2 separate regions of the Bombyx mori genome follow, and region 1 is linked to region 2. The links are chromatin contacts, called in public Hi-C maps. All regions are on one chromosome and are shown on one strand. The core of a region is the stretch at or near the end of the contact, and the rest is flanking DNA. Distances in the headings are between cores, read along the strand shown.

Evidence for each region. A called contact is a pair of places that touch in the nucleus more often than the background predicts.
Region 1: a contact with region 2 is called in a Hi-C map of middle silk gland, with 2.6 times the contacts expected there. The contact joins the enhancer-like site here to the promoter of Jafrac1 in region 2. A contact is called at or near these places in 2 of 7 Hi-C or Micro-C datasets (middle silk gland and whole pupa).

Annotation. Positions count from the first base shown.
Region 1 is chr15:18,012,845-18,015,804 of ASM3026992v2, reverse strand. No RefSeq gene overlaps it. Among protein-coding and RNA genes, the nearest start is that of Nanoso, 21 kb to the right of the region's middle. Within about 2 kb of position 1,509, at least 4 of the 8 cell types and tissues checked have open chromatin away from gene starts, as enhancers often do.
Region 2 is chr15:17,965,099-17,968,080 of ASM3026992v2, reverse strand. Jafrac1 (thiol peroxiredoxin) reads right to left here and starts at 1,324. Exons shown (of 5, transcript NM_001043618.1): 1 at 1,275-1,324.

The DNA of each region.
Region 1 (2,960 bases), core at 260-2,759, 48 kb before region 2:
GTGATCATTCTGCGGTTCCAAGCCAACGTTTCTACTTTAAAGTGTAAGCTGCCATCACCAATACCACAAAAAAGACGTATTAATTATTTACGTCTAATTTCTCCAATCTTACTTTTAATTTACCTGCTGTGTCTATCGTCAAAAATACTTTTGTTTTAAGTTTCAATATATGTAGGTATACACTTTTTAACGCGTCCAACAATTATTGAGATAATTTTATTTAAACATGACTTTTTTGCTTATTTCTCTTTTGTTTTAAATGAGTAATAAAGCCCAGAGAAAATATCAAATGTACCTAAGTGGAGAAAAATAACGTGGCTTAAAGTTTATCAAAAAAGTTTTATGCACTAAGCTATATAGCAAGTAAATCTCTGTAGGTGTGTGGTATCTATAAAAAATTGCACCACCCCTGTCTTTCAGAGATTGTGGTACACAGTGGCTAAGGGATTCCCGGCGAAAAGGGCAGCAGTGTTCTCTGAGTATTAAACTAGAGTACAGTGATAGCACCCATAGACACAACCCACTGAGTTTCTCGCTGGATCTTCTCAGTGGGTCGCGTTTCCGATCCGGTGGTAGATTCTTCGAAGCACTGCTCTATCTAGGGCCATTGTTAGCAACACCTTCGACTTGAGCCCCGAGAGCTCACCTACACGCTAGGGTAACGGTGATATAGCCTCTCAAGGCTATCAGCATAGCTAGGAGAAAAAAGTGATAGTATTGGGTGACTCGTGTTGTGAGCTCGCATGGGTACCGCCATCCTGCCTATTTCTGCTGCGTTAATGTGTTCCAGATGGAAGGGTGGAATAGCCGCAATGTAATGAATTGAAACTTGCACGCACTTCGACCTCACGTCCCAAGATATGTGCCACTATATTCTTTGTGTCTTTAAAAATATATAAATAAATAATAACAACAAAAAAGAAAAGGTTAAAAGGTAATAAAGTTTAAAAGTAAAAGTCTAGGAGTTTGCTATAAACTATAATACTTTAAATTTATATGCTGACCTCGTTAGCTATGCTTCTGGTAATGCTGATGTTCAAGAGCGACAGAGGCCACTCTCCATCCTGCGAATCCAATGCTGATCTGCCTTCGAAGGCAACAAGGCACTTCAACACGCCAGCCCTAATAAATCTTAACAATTAACAAATGTGGTAGGACCTCTTCTGAGTCGCGCATTTACGTGGTAGATGTCTATGGGCTCCAGTAAACACTTAACACCAGGTGGGCTGTGAGCTCGTCCACCCATCTAAGCAATAAATATAAAAAATGTTAAAGATTTTTGTTATTCTGGGCCTAATTCGTGCCGAGTTCATACTCGTCTTGTTTGTGTATTTCTCACTCAGTCAAAAACAGGCAGCTAAACCTGCCGATAACCATAAACCTCATTTGACGGTCCTGAATACGTAAGATCAAGGTTCGTTGATAATCAAAAGCCGTATTCCGTCGAGCTGCACTTGTTTCGTGATGCGCGTTACAACCGGCGTGCCACATACGAGCGGACAGCGTTTCGCCAATAACTGTGTCAGACTTTGCAGGGCGAGAGTGAATGCGGGTACAGTTAGACGCCATGACTTTTACTTTCCTACCCCGCCCCGCCCCGCCGCGCTCCTCCCCGCGCCTCTACGCGCGTTTCATTTGCATTTTACCTCTTGTGTTTTATGCTGGCCTGGTACTAGGCAAATGTTTTTAGAATTGGACTTTGGGATGCCAACACATAGACTTATACTTACTTCTGTTGAGAAAGATAGAAGCCTCCATTACTTTAAAATACGGTTATCTGATTTTCCACAGAAATATGATACTTTAAATTTGTATAATATTGTATGGAAATTCTAGTTTTTAATAATAATAATGCATTCTGGCTGTTATTAGGAATCACTACTTTATTAATAAGTCCAATATACAGTTTTACCAACAGCCTAGTGATAGTGACACAGCAAAAGCACGCTAAAACTTGAACATTAATTGTTGAACATAAAAAATTCAGAAATTCTACGCTTCAAACTAAAACGCAAGTTGCAGCCGATTTAATCAGAACGGCGACTTAGATAGAGCTCTAAGCCAGAAGAGACTTCGTTTTCATGTTTAGCCTACTCATCATCATCATTATCCTGCCCTTCTCCCAATCACCTGGGGTCGGCGCAACATGTTTTCTCCTTCCATACTCTTCTATCATATACCATTTCTTCGCTCACTCCCCTCCTACCCATATCGTCTTTCACACAATCCATCCATTTCTTCTTAGGTCTACCTCTTCCTCTATATCCTTCCACATTCATAGTTAACACTCTCTTAACAACCTCATTTTCATTTCGTTCGTTTCATTTCATGTTTAGCCTACTCAATGCAATAAATAAATAATATACCCTCAGGACACTGTTTTGAGCTCTCTGGAGGCACATGATTTTGATTTGCTGGCTGTCGACCACAGTTGGTTTCCATACGTCCAGATCAGTTTTATTATTGAGCAATACACTCTTAACTTGTTGGATAGGGATAAGGCAGCCTGTCTACCCAGAAGCCAGAGTAGGTTTTCAAATCTAATGTTAATTTCGTTACGCTTCGTTTTGATGTGGTCTTTCCATGTCATCCTTCGGTCCAAGTGAAATTCAAAGTACTTAACACAGGTTGATTGCGGCAATGTATCGTGGCTGAGTTTGACTGGAGGACAAGTATCACATCTTAGGGTAAATGTGATGTGAGAATTGGGGGCGCTTGCTTTTATGCGCCACTTGGTCAGCCAAGTGTTAGTGACATCGAGCTGGGTTTGCAACAGTCTGGTCGCTTCATTAGGATCACAGCTACAACTGAGGAAGGCTGCATCATCGGCAAAGGTTGCTACCGCTTACAATACAAATCAAATACAATACAAAATACAAATAAATGATGAGGTTAATCTCACCCCACCTGAGTAGGTCCGTGATCGCCCTTGGTGGGTGGAAAGTGAAGCGCTTCTAGTG
Region 2 (2,982 bases), core at 75-2,574:
GCAGAGCCAAGCCGCTGCCTACCGCTTAATACTCTCCACAAGCCTCGTTTGAAGAAGGACATGTCATAGCGCTCGGGAAACACCGTGGAGGGGAGCTCATTCCATAGCCGGATGGTAGGTGGCAAAAAAGACCTCTGGAAACGCACTGTGGATGACCACAGTGGTTCCAGGTAGTATGGATGAACTCTACTCCGGTGGCGGGCGGCACGATGGTAAAAACGAGATGCCGGTATCATCTCGAACAATTCCTCAGAGCACTCTCCATGGAACATACGGTACAAAATACAGAGGGAACCGAAGTCTTGTATGTCACTTAGGAATTAGAAATCAGACTTTTATTATTTTCATATTACAGTTTCCGATATTTAAATATACAGTTATCATAGTAGTATTAGTTAAAAACATTGTGTATATTTCAACAAATAAACCTCCTTATCTGAAAACTTAAAGTGAAAATAATAAATGAGAGATTAAGTCTTAAAAGTACTTTAGAAAGTCTTGAAAATATTGTTCCACATACTGCCAGTTTTAATACCACTAAAAATGAGCCGTCATTTATTAATGAGTGTTTTATATTACTCCACTAATTGTTTGAAATGTTGCATGTTGAGACATCCCCATCACTTAAATGCAAAGTCTGGACCAGATTTCAAAGTTAAATTGCCAAACTCTTAAAACAAACCTACCTCTCTAATAAAAGTTTTTTAGGTAAATTTCCACTAACATCTGAAGATTCACTGAGATACCTTTTTCTAGGTACCCTTGTTGTCTGCATTATATACCTTTTAAAGAGGAACTGAAGTTTTAAAACTAGCTGTGGCTACACATGTAAATGATTTTTATTTGAAAAAATTTATTAGATCACTTAATAACACATTTATCTATATACGCATGAGTCAGCTTCTGTTTAGCAACCCGAAAATTAAAGAATATTAATTGCAGACTGAAAATATTCTGTTTTAATAATTATCATCGCTGAGGATATCCGAAATTAAATTTATCGTATATTTAACAATTTAAATTCGGGTATTATGTTGATTTATATTATGCCAGGGCCTTCAAATCTGGTAGATGAAGCTAGACGATACCACGATCGTAATTAGTGAAGAACGCCAAAGAAATAAAAAACGCCGGTCTGGTTCTAGAACGAACCAAACATTTAAACAGTGACGTTACGTCCTTTGACATTGTTTCCGATTAACAATAGCAAATAGAAAAATTTGGGTATATTTTATATTAATATGGATCTGATAAAATACTGGGCTAGTACTTACCTAAAGACTTTTGAATAATAGACGAAAACCGAAAGCACCGGAGAATGACTCGCTTTTGAAATAAAAATGACAGTCGGATCTTGAAACCACGATTCTACCGGAACTCATCCGTCCACAGACTATAGTTAGAAAATTCCATAGATAAATTACCTCCAAAAATTTTCCGTATGGCAATCGGCCCTTTTTTGGAGAGACGGATTACTGGTCTCCGGGCCAATTTCACTTGGACAGGAGAACGAGCACGAGCTCAGCCGGAAGGGATGAGATGTTCTAACGGCTGCCAGAGCGCCTCTGAAGTAGAGATCAAAGGCAGCAGCTTCGTGAATGCATCTACTTTTGTATTAAATCGCGGCCTGTTGAGAAGAACCGGTGTGAAATTCAATGGGCTGAGTTTGGATTAGGTTTCACGGGCACGGCTATCAAGGTTAATATACCTGTTCCTAGTGCTTGAGCTGTAGGTATCTATTAAAATAATAGTTGTAGTGGATATAGGTATTAAGTCGAAATGCAAAGTGTGCGCTGGTTTGAACGAATAAAAAAAGATATCAAGATAAAGATGGAGAGATAGTATATATTATATTTAGACACGACATTTGGTGCAGCTTTTTAAAAATTCAGGAATCATGCTACTGTAGCGACATCTAGAATTTAATCTATTTTACGGGAAATCAAAAAAACACTACTATGAAAATGTCATCATGTCATGATTTTTTTTGTAAGTTTCCTGTGGTGTGGCAATGTTCCGCGAGTTAACTGTTATTTACAACTTTTACCTGTGTACCTGTAAAAATATATCTACACCATGCTCAGCAGCTTAAACAAGGTTCCCGGTTTATTTAGCTACTGGCTTCACAATTCGAATTTTTTTTCAAAATTAAATATTTTATTTCTGGTGTTATTAAATCAATAACGGTTGCAAAATAACTAAGTAACGGGATTGTTGATTATGGAAATGTAAATGTTCTAGCAGAGCGTTTGTTATCGTTTCTACATTCAATGATAGATGTCACTATTTTCAAAATTTCATTTTCATCTTCTTAATATAAATTACGTGTCACGTTGTTTGTCCGCGATGGACACCTAAATTACTAAACCGATTTTAACTTCTTTTTTTAAATACTTATGTGTCTTGTTCCAACTTAGGCCGCATGATGGTTTTATTTCGTTTAATGGTCGCAATATTTATTAATTAACAATAAAATGATTTCATAAGTTGATTATTGTTATTAATTGTAAGCTTCATAAGTCTAAAACGGATGGCGCCATAAATCAGTTTTTACAGACAATTGTAATACTGTCTGGCATTAATACCTTATAGATGGCGCTGTTATAAATACCAACGTTTCACATAAGCTACATAATAATATAATGAAAAATACTATTATCAATATTGTCGTCCATAATTATTATAAAATATTTTTTGTGTATCTCAGGAATGTGGACAAGATAGGACTATTATAACAAATTACATTATTATTTTAGCAACGTTTCGGTCTTTTATTAGACCTTCATCAGGCATCTGAAAATTACACATAATTGATAACCTACAATACAAAAAACAACAATTGTCTAAACTACCATATTTACCATAATATGAATTTAAATAATCCCTATCTTACACTGCACAATTGTCTCAGACATCAGAGACTAATACTAAAATTGCTAAAATAATAATGTAATTTGTTATAATAGTCCTATCTTGTCCACA